Linked DNA regions of Mus musculus: region 1 is linked to region 2. Evidence: chromatin contacts called from public HiChIP or PLAC-seq data. All regions are on one chromosome and are shown on one strand. Each heading gives the region's core, a stretch centred on a gene start, on an enhancer-like site or on the middle of the called end of the contact. The rest is flanking DNA. Distances are from core to core; before and after follow the strand shown. Region 1 overlaps Maml1 (mastermind like transcriptional coactivator 1). Region 2 holds the start of Mrnip (MRN complex interacting protein).

Region 1 (3,812 bases), core at 765-3,264, 100 kb after region 2:
CAGGCCCACAGCAGTTCTTTTTTAAGAGATACATAAGCCTTTAATCCCAGCACTCGGGAGGCAGAGGCAGGCGGATTCCTGAGTTCGAGGTCAGCCTGGTCTACAAAGTGAGGTCCAGGACAGCCAGGGCTATACAGAGAAACCCTATCTCAAAATCAAAAAAACAAAGAGAGAGAGAGAGAGAGAGAGAGAGAGAGAGAGAGAGAGAGAGAGAGAGAGAGAGAGAGGGAGAGAGACATAAGGAGCTAGGCAGTACTGCTGTACATCTTTTTAATCCCAATACTCAGGAGGTAGAGGCAGGCATTATCTCTGAGTTCGAGGCCAGACTTGAGTTAGTTCTACAGAGAAAGTTCCAGGACAACCTGGGCTACCCACAGAATCCCTCAAAACAAACAACACGAAAAAGAAATACAACAGAACTGCCTCTAACATACCCTGTTGTTAGGATTTTACCTCTTTTATGTCATTTGCCTGTAGTTTAAAATAGTTGCCCATTAGGGTGCAAACAGCCCAGCACAGGGAGTACATGAGGCCTCTGGAGGTCCCTCCCACTTGCCAGAGACATTCTGAGGATGGCAAGGTCCCTCCAGCCGACTTTACAGTTTGGTGCCTAAAAACTTTTTGGAGTGTTATTGTGGGTCGGGTCTTGAACTTTTGACTGTCCTGCCTTGCCATCCCGAAGGCTGGGACTGTCGCCATGCTGCAAATGCACATTGCATTCTTTTCTTTTCTTTTTTAAAAAAGATTTATTTGTTTCATGTATGTGAGTACGCTGTAGCTATCTTCAGACACACCAGAAGGCATCCAATCCCATTACAGATGGTTGTGAGCCACCATGTGGTTGCTGGGAATTGAACTCAGGACCTCTGCAAGAGCAGTCAGTGCTCTTAACTACTGAGCCATCTCTCCAGCCCACATTGTTTTCTTTTAGGAAGAGAACAGGTTTATCAAGTACACTGGTACTGCCTGCCTCCATTGTCCTTAAGTGTTTACTGTGAATTCATTTTAGATTAAGAGGAAACTACAAAAGTAGTATGGAAAGGCCACTCTGTCCAGCAGTCTCTCCCCTTTCTCTTTTAAACTAGCTCATGTAGCCCAGGCTGGCCTTGAAGTTCTTTTAGCTGAGGGTGACTCAACCAACAGAGACACATTCTCAGATCCTGAAGTAGTGTAACTAATGTCTGAAAGATGAGAAGGCCTTATGAGTGGGGAAGGAACTATTTTAGTTAGGCTGAAGACAACTTGGAAGGTTTAGTTTACTTAAAAGAAGTAGGGCTTTCTAGCAAGTTCGAATGCCTTTTTATCATCTTCTTCCTCTTCCTCCTCGATGAGGAACAAGGTGAGTTTCATCTCACCCATGAAGAAATGGCTGTGGGATTCCCACGTCATATCTAGGAACAGTGAGTGATACTGACTGTGTGCTGTGGAGAGAGACATTAGCAGGACATGGCTGGAACATTAATAGCACACCTTATCACTCAGGAAAAGGGAAGCAAGCAAGAGGACAGAAGAAAACAGAGCATAAAGGAGAAAGGCAGGCCAAATACAACAGAAAGGTAAGCACTGTACATGAGCAGCAGACCAGCAATTAGAGGGTCCCTGGTTAAATTCCCTAAGCAGAAGTTACCAGGTGAGGAGGCATAAAGGGTGAGCATGGAGAGCTAATTCCTTCTCAAACTCAGTTTGAAAGGTAGACAGACTGAGTGGTTGCCAGGGACTGAAAGGAGAAGGAAGGAAGGAGGAGGAGGAGGAGGGGGGCTGTAGAAGAGAGGAAGAGCTGAAGGAGATGTAGCATTTCTTACTAGGAACACGTTCTGTAAGTGACGTACAACTGCTCAACTCTATGAATAGACTAGCATGCCCACTGAACTAGGTATCTAAAATGGGAGAATGAGGCAGCATGTGACTACTATCACACTAAAGCTCTTATTTAAAACCGAGGGAGGGGCAGCTAGATGATTCAGTGAGTAAATATGCCTGCTTCCAAGCCTAACAACCTGAGGTTATTCCCCAGAACCCTGGAAGTGCCTTCTGACCCACACACATGCAGCATGTGGGGGTGGGGTGTGTGTGTGTGTGTGTGTGTGTAGAGGCCTGAGGTTGAATTCAGGTATCTTTCTCAATCACTGACCACCTTATCCACTGAGCCAGGGTCTCTCAGGTGACTCCAGACTTCAGTACTCTGACAAGTCCAGCTAAGTGCCCTCGCCCATCTGTCTCTGCTCCACAGTGAGCCCCCACGCTCACCCAGCATGGACTGTGTGCTAGGGAAGCAAATTCAGCTCCTCCCACATGCCCAGCTCATACTTCCTCACTTACCATTGCCCTAGATCCCCTCAGGACTCTGAAGCTCTGTTCAGCTGTCTTCCTGTTTTCTACTGCTGGTGTGGGTCACAAGGGACCCTCTTTCCAGAACTTTGAGATGGCATGACTGACATGGCTCTATTTTACTAACCTAAGTCTGGGCACAGGCACACCCTTTAATGACAGATCATTCCCTGCAGCTGTCAAAATTAAGTTATATAGGTAATTTCCCACTTTATTTTCCTACTGTAATTTCTATTATTCTGATATTGGGACGTCTGCAGTGGTCCTCCAAATTCCACCACCCACCCACCCACCTACCCACCCATCCCCCAATGCCCCAGTTTTTTGAGATAGGGTTTCTCTGTGTAGCCCTGGTTGTACTGGAACTTGCTCTGTAGACCAGACTCCTCAAACTCAAGAGATCCATCTGCCTCTGCTTCTGCCTCTGCCTTCTGGGTACTGGAATTAAAAAGTATGTACCACCATGCCTGCCTCCTTTTCTTCCTTAAAAAAATTGTTTTTTTACATTTGTTTATGTGTTTGTGGGATTGTGTGTGCATGTAGCAAGGCATGTGTGTGGACAACTTGGGGGAGAGTCCAATAGCTCTTTCCCACCATGTGGGCCCTGGAAACTGAACTCAGGTTGTCAAACTTGGCGATATATCCTTATCCACTTTTTCCTTGCCAACTTTTTCCCCTTGGATTTTCCTCTTTTTATTTTTAAGAATTTTTTATTTCTATTTATGTGCGAACATGAATGAATATGTTGGATTGCCTGAAGCTGGAGTCATAGGTGCTTGTGAGCTGCCTGGTATGGGAGCTACAAACCAAACCCAGGTTCTAAGAACAGTACATGTTCTTTTGTTTTGTTTTTGATACACAGTCTTGCTTTATAGCCCAGGCTGGCCTTAATCCTCCTGCTTCTGTACCATGTCTGATTCTCTTTTCAACCTTATTTACTTTATTTATTTATTTAATTTTATTTTTCAAGACAAGATTTCTCTATGTAATGGAGCCCTCCCTGGCTGTCCTGGAACTCAGTTTGTATACCAGGCTGGCCTGGAACTCACAGATTAAAGGCATGCACCACACCCTGAGTATGAATGTTTGCCTGTATGTATGTCTGTGCATCACAAGCATGCAGTCCCATAGGGGCCAGAAGAGGGCATCAGATCACATGGATCTGGAAAAGTAGTTGTGAAGAACCATGTGGTTGCTGGGAATTGAACTTGGATCCTTTGAAGAGCAGCTAAACTGCTGAGCCACTTCTCCTGCCCCCAGGCCTCACTTCTGATATTGTTGGGATTTGCTTCAAAACATAGGTTACAGGGCTGGTGATGCAGCTCACTGGAGTCTTTGCTTAGCACATCAAAGCCCTGGTTTCAATCTCCAACACTATACAAAACCAAAAAGTACCATACAGTGCCGAGCTGCTTGCTACTTAAAAGGCTGAGGAGGGATGGCTGCTTGAATCTGGGAGCTTAAGACTATGCTAGGTGATAGTG
Region 2 (3,884 bases), core at 88-2,587:
CTCTTGGGGTTCACAGTATGATCCTTCAACACCAATCTTGTAAAGTTTATGGTTTCAAAATACCAATTAAGCCAGGTGGTGGTGGAGCATGCCTTTAATCTCAGCACTTAGGTGGCCAGAATTAGGCAGGTTTCTGTGGGTTTGAGGCCAGCCTGGTCTACAGAGGGAAGGAATTCTAGAATAGCCAGGGCTACACAGAGAGGGAAGAAAAATAAAAAGAAGAAAGAAAAGAAGCCAGCCTGGGGGTATGCCTTAATCTCAGGTTTCAGGGGGAAGAGACAGGACTCTAGTGACTTAACCACTGAGCTCTAGAATGACTTTGTTTATTTTTGAAATATTTACTAATTTTATAAGTATGAATGTTTGCCGGCATGTATGTATATTTACCATGTTCATGCCTAGCACCCACAGAGTTACAGATACTCGTGAGCTGCCATGTAGGTGCTAGGAGCTGAATATGGGTCCTCTGCAGGAGCAGTTAAAGCCAGCGAGCTACAGCTACATAGTAAGATCCAGTCTCAAAAAATATATAAAAAATAAAAAATATAAAAAGTATAAAAAATATACTTTCCAGACCCATCCATTTTCCTACAATGTTGTATCCCAAACTAGCCTCAGACTCTGGAGGGAAAGAGGACCTTTTTTGTTTTGTTTTGTTTGTTTTGTTTTTGTTTTGTTTTTTTGTTTTTGTTTTGTTTTTGTTTGTTTGTTTTTTGAGACAGGGTTTCTCTGTGTAGCCCTGGCTGTCCTGGAACTCACTTTGTAGACCAGGCTGGTCTTGAACTCAGAAGTGCGCCTGCCTCTGCCTCCCAAGTGCTGGGATTAAAGACGTGCGCCACCACCGCCCGGCGATAAAGGACCTTTAATTTGACGTTTTCCTGCCTCCGTCTTGTAAATGCTGAGATCACAGTCACACGACAGTTTTAATTCAAAACCAAGATAGTTTATAATGTCAGCCATGCAAAGATGTCCTGGCTGTAGAAAAGCACCGTCCCTGCTCCGAGTCAGAGAGCCAAAGGCGATGGACCAAACACGTAGGAACACCAGCTCGGGTTGTGTTGTTGTTGTTTTGATTTGATTTGATTTGATTTGACTTGATTTGGTTTGTTTTGATTTGATTTGTTTTTTATGCTTGTCAGGGGATGGAGGCGGGGTTGGGAGGCCGGAGAGGCGAACAGTGACCACCGAGACAGTGGGCTAGAGCGGCTCAAGAGCTCTCAGGGGCGGGGCCGACTCAGTCAGAGAAGAACGGAGAGACGCACCAGGGCATGCGAGGTGGAGCTGAGCCTAGAGGGGCCGGAACCAGCGCAGGTTGGGCGGAGCCTGGGCGGGATTGCAGAGCCCGAGCTCACGGCGGGAGAGTGAGTCCTGAATGGCGCCGGCTCAGCAGTCTCGGGTTCTACGGTGCTGCAGCTGCCACATCTTTCAGGCGCATCAGGTGGGGTGGGCGTCTGCCTCACCCTCTTTCCTAGCAGGACGGTGGGCGAGATATGGAGGGCCGCGTCTCATATGGCCATGGGAAATGACAGTGACGAGGCTGAAGGCTGTGCTTCGTTGCTGTCACTTCACAACACGCCTCTGCCATTTTGTTTGTGTTTATCTGTTGTTGCTGCTGAGGGTTCTGCTCAGAGCTGTGGGCGCGCTCTTCCACTGAGCTACCACCCAGCCCAGTGTATGTCGGTTTTTTGCATGATCGTTGTAGAATCCACAGTAGTTGTTTCTTCTGAGGCGGCTTCCATTGGATACTAGCAAAATGGTCAGGAATCCAGGTTGAGGAGTAGCGTCCTCTACGCAGAACCTAGCCCATCATTACACTCAGTGTCTCTTCTCAGTTTTATTACAGTGAATGGTGAGCTTTAAAAGCCCTAGGGTTGGGTGTTCGCCTAACATTCCCACAGCCCAAAAATGGGATTAGGCATGGCAATGAATGAAGGTAGGAGGGCTTAGCGAGTTTGAGGCCAACCAGGGTTATCCGAGACCCTGTTTCAAAACAAGCAAAACTGAATAATGTATAAGCAGTTTGGACTCCATTTTGACATTCCCCTTGGTGGGCCCGGATGTCACTTGGTGCCTCTACCTGCAGCCTTATCTTCGTGGTAATAGTTACCTCCATGCTCATTAGAGCCAGCACAACCCATAAATGGTTAAAGGGGATAGTGGTCGGTGTTTGTTTGAGAGGCTTTGTTTCATACGTCAAGTTGGCTCCAGGCTCTAGATCCTCCTGCCTCAACCTTATTAGTTAACTTCTGAGCTGATCCCCAACCCAAATCTTAGTCTTGGTGGTAGTGGTTTTATTGTTTTAGGGGGTGGAATTTGGTTTGGTTTTGAGGGTGTTGCCAAGACATAATTTCAATATTTACTTTAGATTGACCTCTAATTCCTAATCCCTGGCCTCAGCTTCCTGAATATCTAGAGTATATATCTCTAATGCCACGTCAGTCCCAGGAGACTTACGAATCAGCCTAGATCTCTTTGTATAGTTAAGCATAATCTTTCATGACATTTCTTCAAGGAGCTTTTGTATCTATATAAAAAAATTATTTTTATGTGTATGGTTTGCCTTGCATGTATGTCTGCACCCCATAAAATGTGGTACCCACAGAAGCCAGAAGAGGGTCTTAGATCTCCTGGAGTTAGAGGGACAGACAGTTGTGAGCTGCCACATTGGTGCTAGGAACAGAACTTAGGTCCTTTACAAGGGCAGCCAATTCTCTTAACTGATGAACTGTATCTCCAATGTACTAGCTGCCACAGAGGCATATCTCCAGCTCTGGAATTCCTGCCCCACTCTGTGCTCGCATGCGCATGTAGTGTGTGTGTCTGTGTGTCTGTCTGTCTGTCTGTGTGTCTGTTATATGCATGCTTGTATGCAGATAAGCACATGGAGGCCAGAAAGGAACATTAGTTCTGCTGTCTTTCCACCTTATTTCTCTGGAACAGGGTCTATCACTGAACCTGGAGCTAGGCTGGCAGCCAGCAGTCCCCATTGACCCCATTCCCACCTCCGACAGTCCTGTGAACACAGGCTCACGTGGCTACGGAGATCTGACCTCAGGCCCTCATGCTTGCTCAGCAAATAAACTTTTACCCATTGACATTCCTTTTTTGGACCCTGGGATGGCAAAACTCCAACTGGATGTTTGTTGTTTCATACAAATGGCCAATCTTCCCAGCACCTACCTATTAAATAGTACAGTCCTTCCTCACCTAAAATGCTACTTTCAGGGCTGGGGGTATAGCTAAGTTATTTCTGATTCACATCTACCTGTCATATGAAGTTGTTTGAGCTATAATTTCCAATATTTCATTGTAGGTGAAGAAGAGTCTCAAATGGACATGCAAGGCTTGTGGAGAGAAGCAGTCATTTGTTCGGGTAAGTACTGAGAAAAAAACTAAAGAGCCCAACCTCTCTTCCTACAGCCAGGATCCTTTTCTCTCACAGTTCACCTTTGAGAGCTGCTGCACCCTGGGTTCCTTCCTCCTGCATCGTCAGTGGGTGGAGCAGTGACTACACAGGGTCTGTCCTTCACTCCTTCGTTCAGCAAGGGTTTCTTCAGTAGCTTCTGCATGCCGGGCACAGGGAGACAATAGGAAGTAGGAACACTGTAACCTTGGGGCTTACAGATGTGCTTCTGTGGAAGGGTAAATAATTCACATGGGTGCACACACACATGTACATCCATCATTCAAAACGAGATGAGCATCTTGAAAACACGGGGGAGTGCAGAAGGGAGCAGGGCTGCCTGGAGAGCTTTGTCGGTGCTTAGGAATGCTTGCTGCTCTTGCAGAGGACCAGAGCGTGTTTCTCAGCATCCGCCCACACTGGGCAGTATGCAACCATCTGTAGTGACAGAATGCCAAACCTAACTAGGGGTGGGCAGCAG

The links. HiChIP or PLAC-seq counts read pairs in DNA pulled down with a chosen protein or histone mark.
Region 1: an H3K27ac HiChIP or PLAC-seq map of extraembryonic endoderm stem cells shows a contact between it and region 2. The contact joins the enhancer-like site here to the promoter of Mrnip in region 2. A contact is called at or near these places in 8 of 39 promoter capture datasets (the 3T3-L1 cell line, the C10 cell line, cranial neural crest and 4 more), 17 of 484 Hi-C or Micro-C datasets (B cells, the C2C12 cell line, the HL-1 cell line and 13 more), 6 of 115 datasets of contacts at active chromatin or transcription factors (the HPC-7 cell line, bone marrow-derived dendritic cells, bone marrow-derived macrophages and 3 more) and 4 of 9 other capture datasets (adipose tissue, embryonic stem cells, liver and 1 more).

Annotation. Positions count from the first base shown.
Region 1 is chr11:50,273,762-50,277,573 of GRCm38.p6, forward strand. The region is part of intron 1 of Maml1 (mastermind like transcriptional coactivator 1); the gene reads right to left. Among named protein-coding and RNA genes, the nearest start is that of Maml1, 17 kb to the right of the region's middle. Within about 2 kb of position 2,015, at least 144 of the 459 cell types and tissues checked have an H3K27ac peak or open chromatin away from gene starts, as enhancers often do. A contact at or near this core is called in B cells, the C2C12 cell line, the HL-1 cell line and 9 more, where this site is marked.
Region 2 is chr11:50,173,514-50,177,397 of GRCm38.p6, forward strand. Mrnip (MRN complex interacting protein) reads left to right here and starts at 1,338. Exons shown (of 7, transcript NM_026543.3): 1 at 1,338-1,438; 2 at 3,314-3,373. The coding sequence starts at 1,373.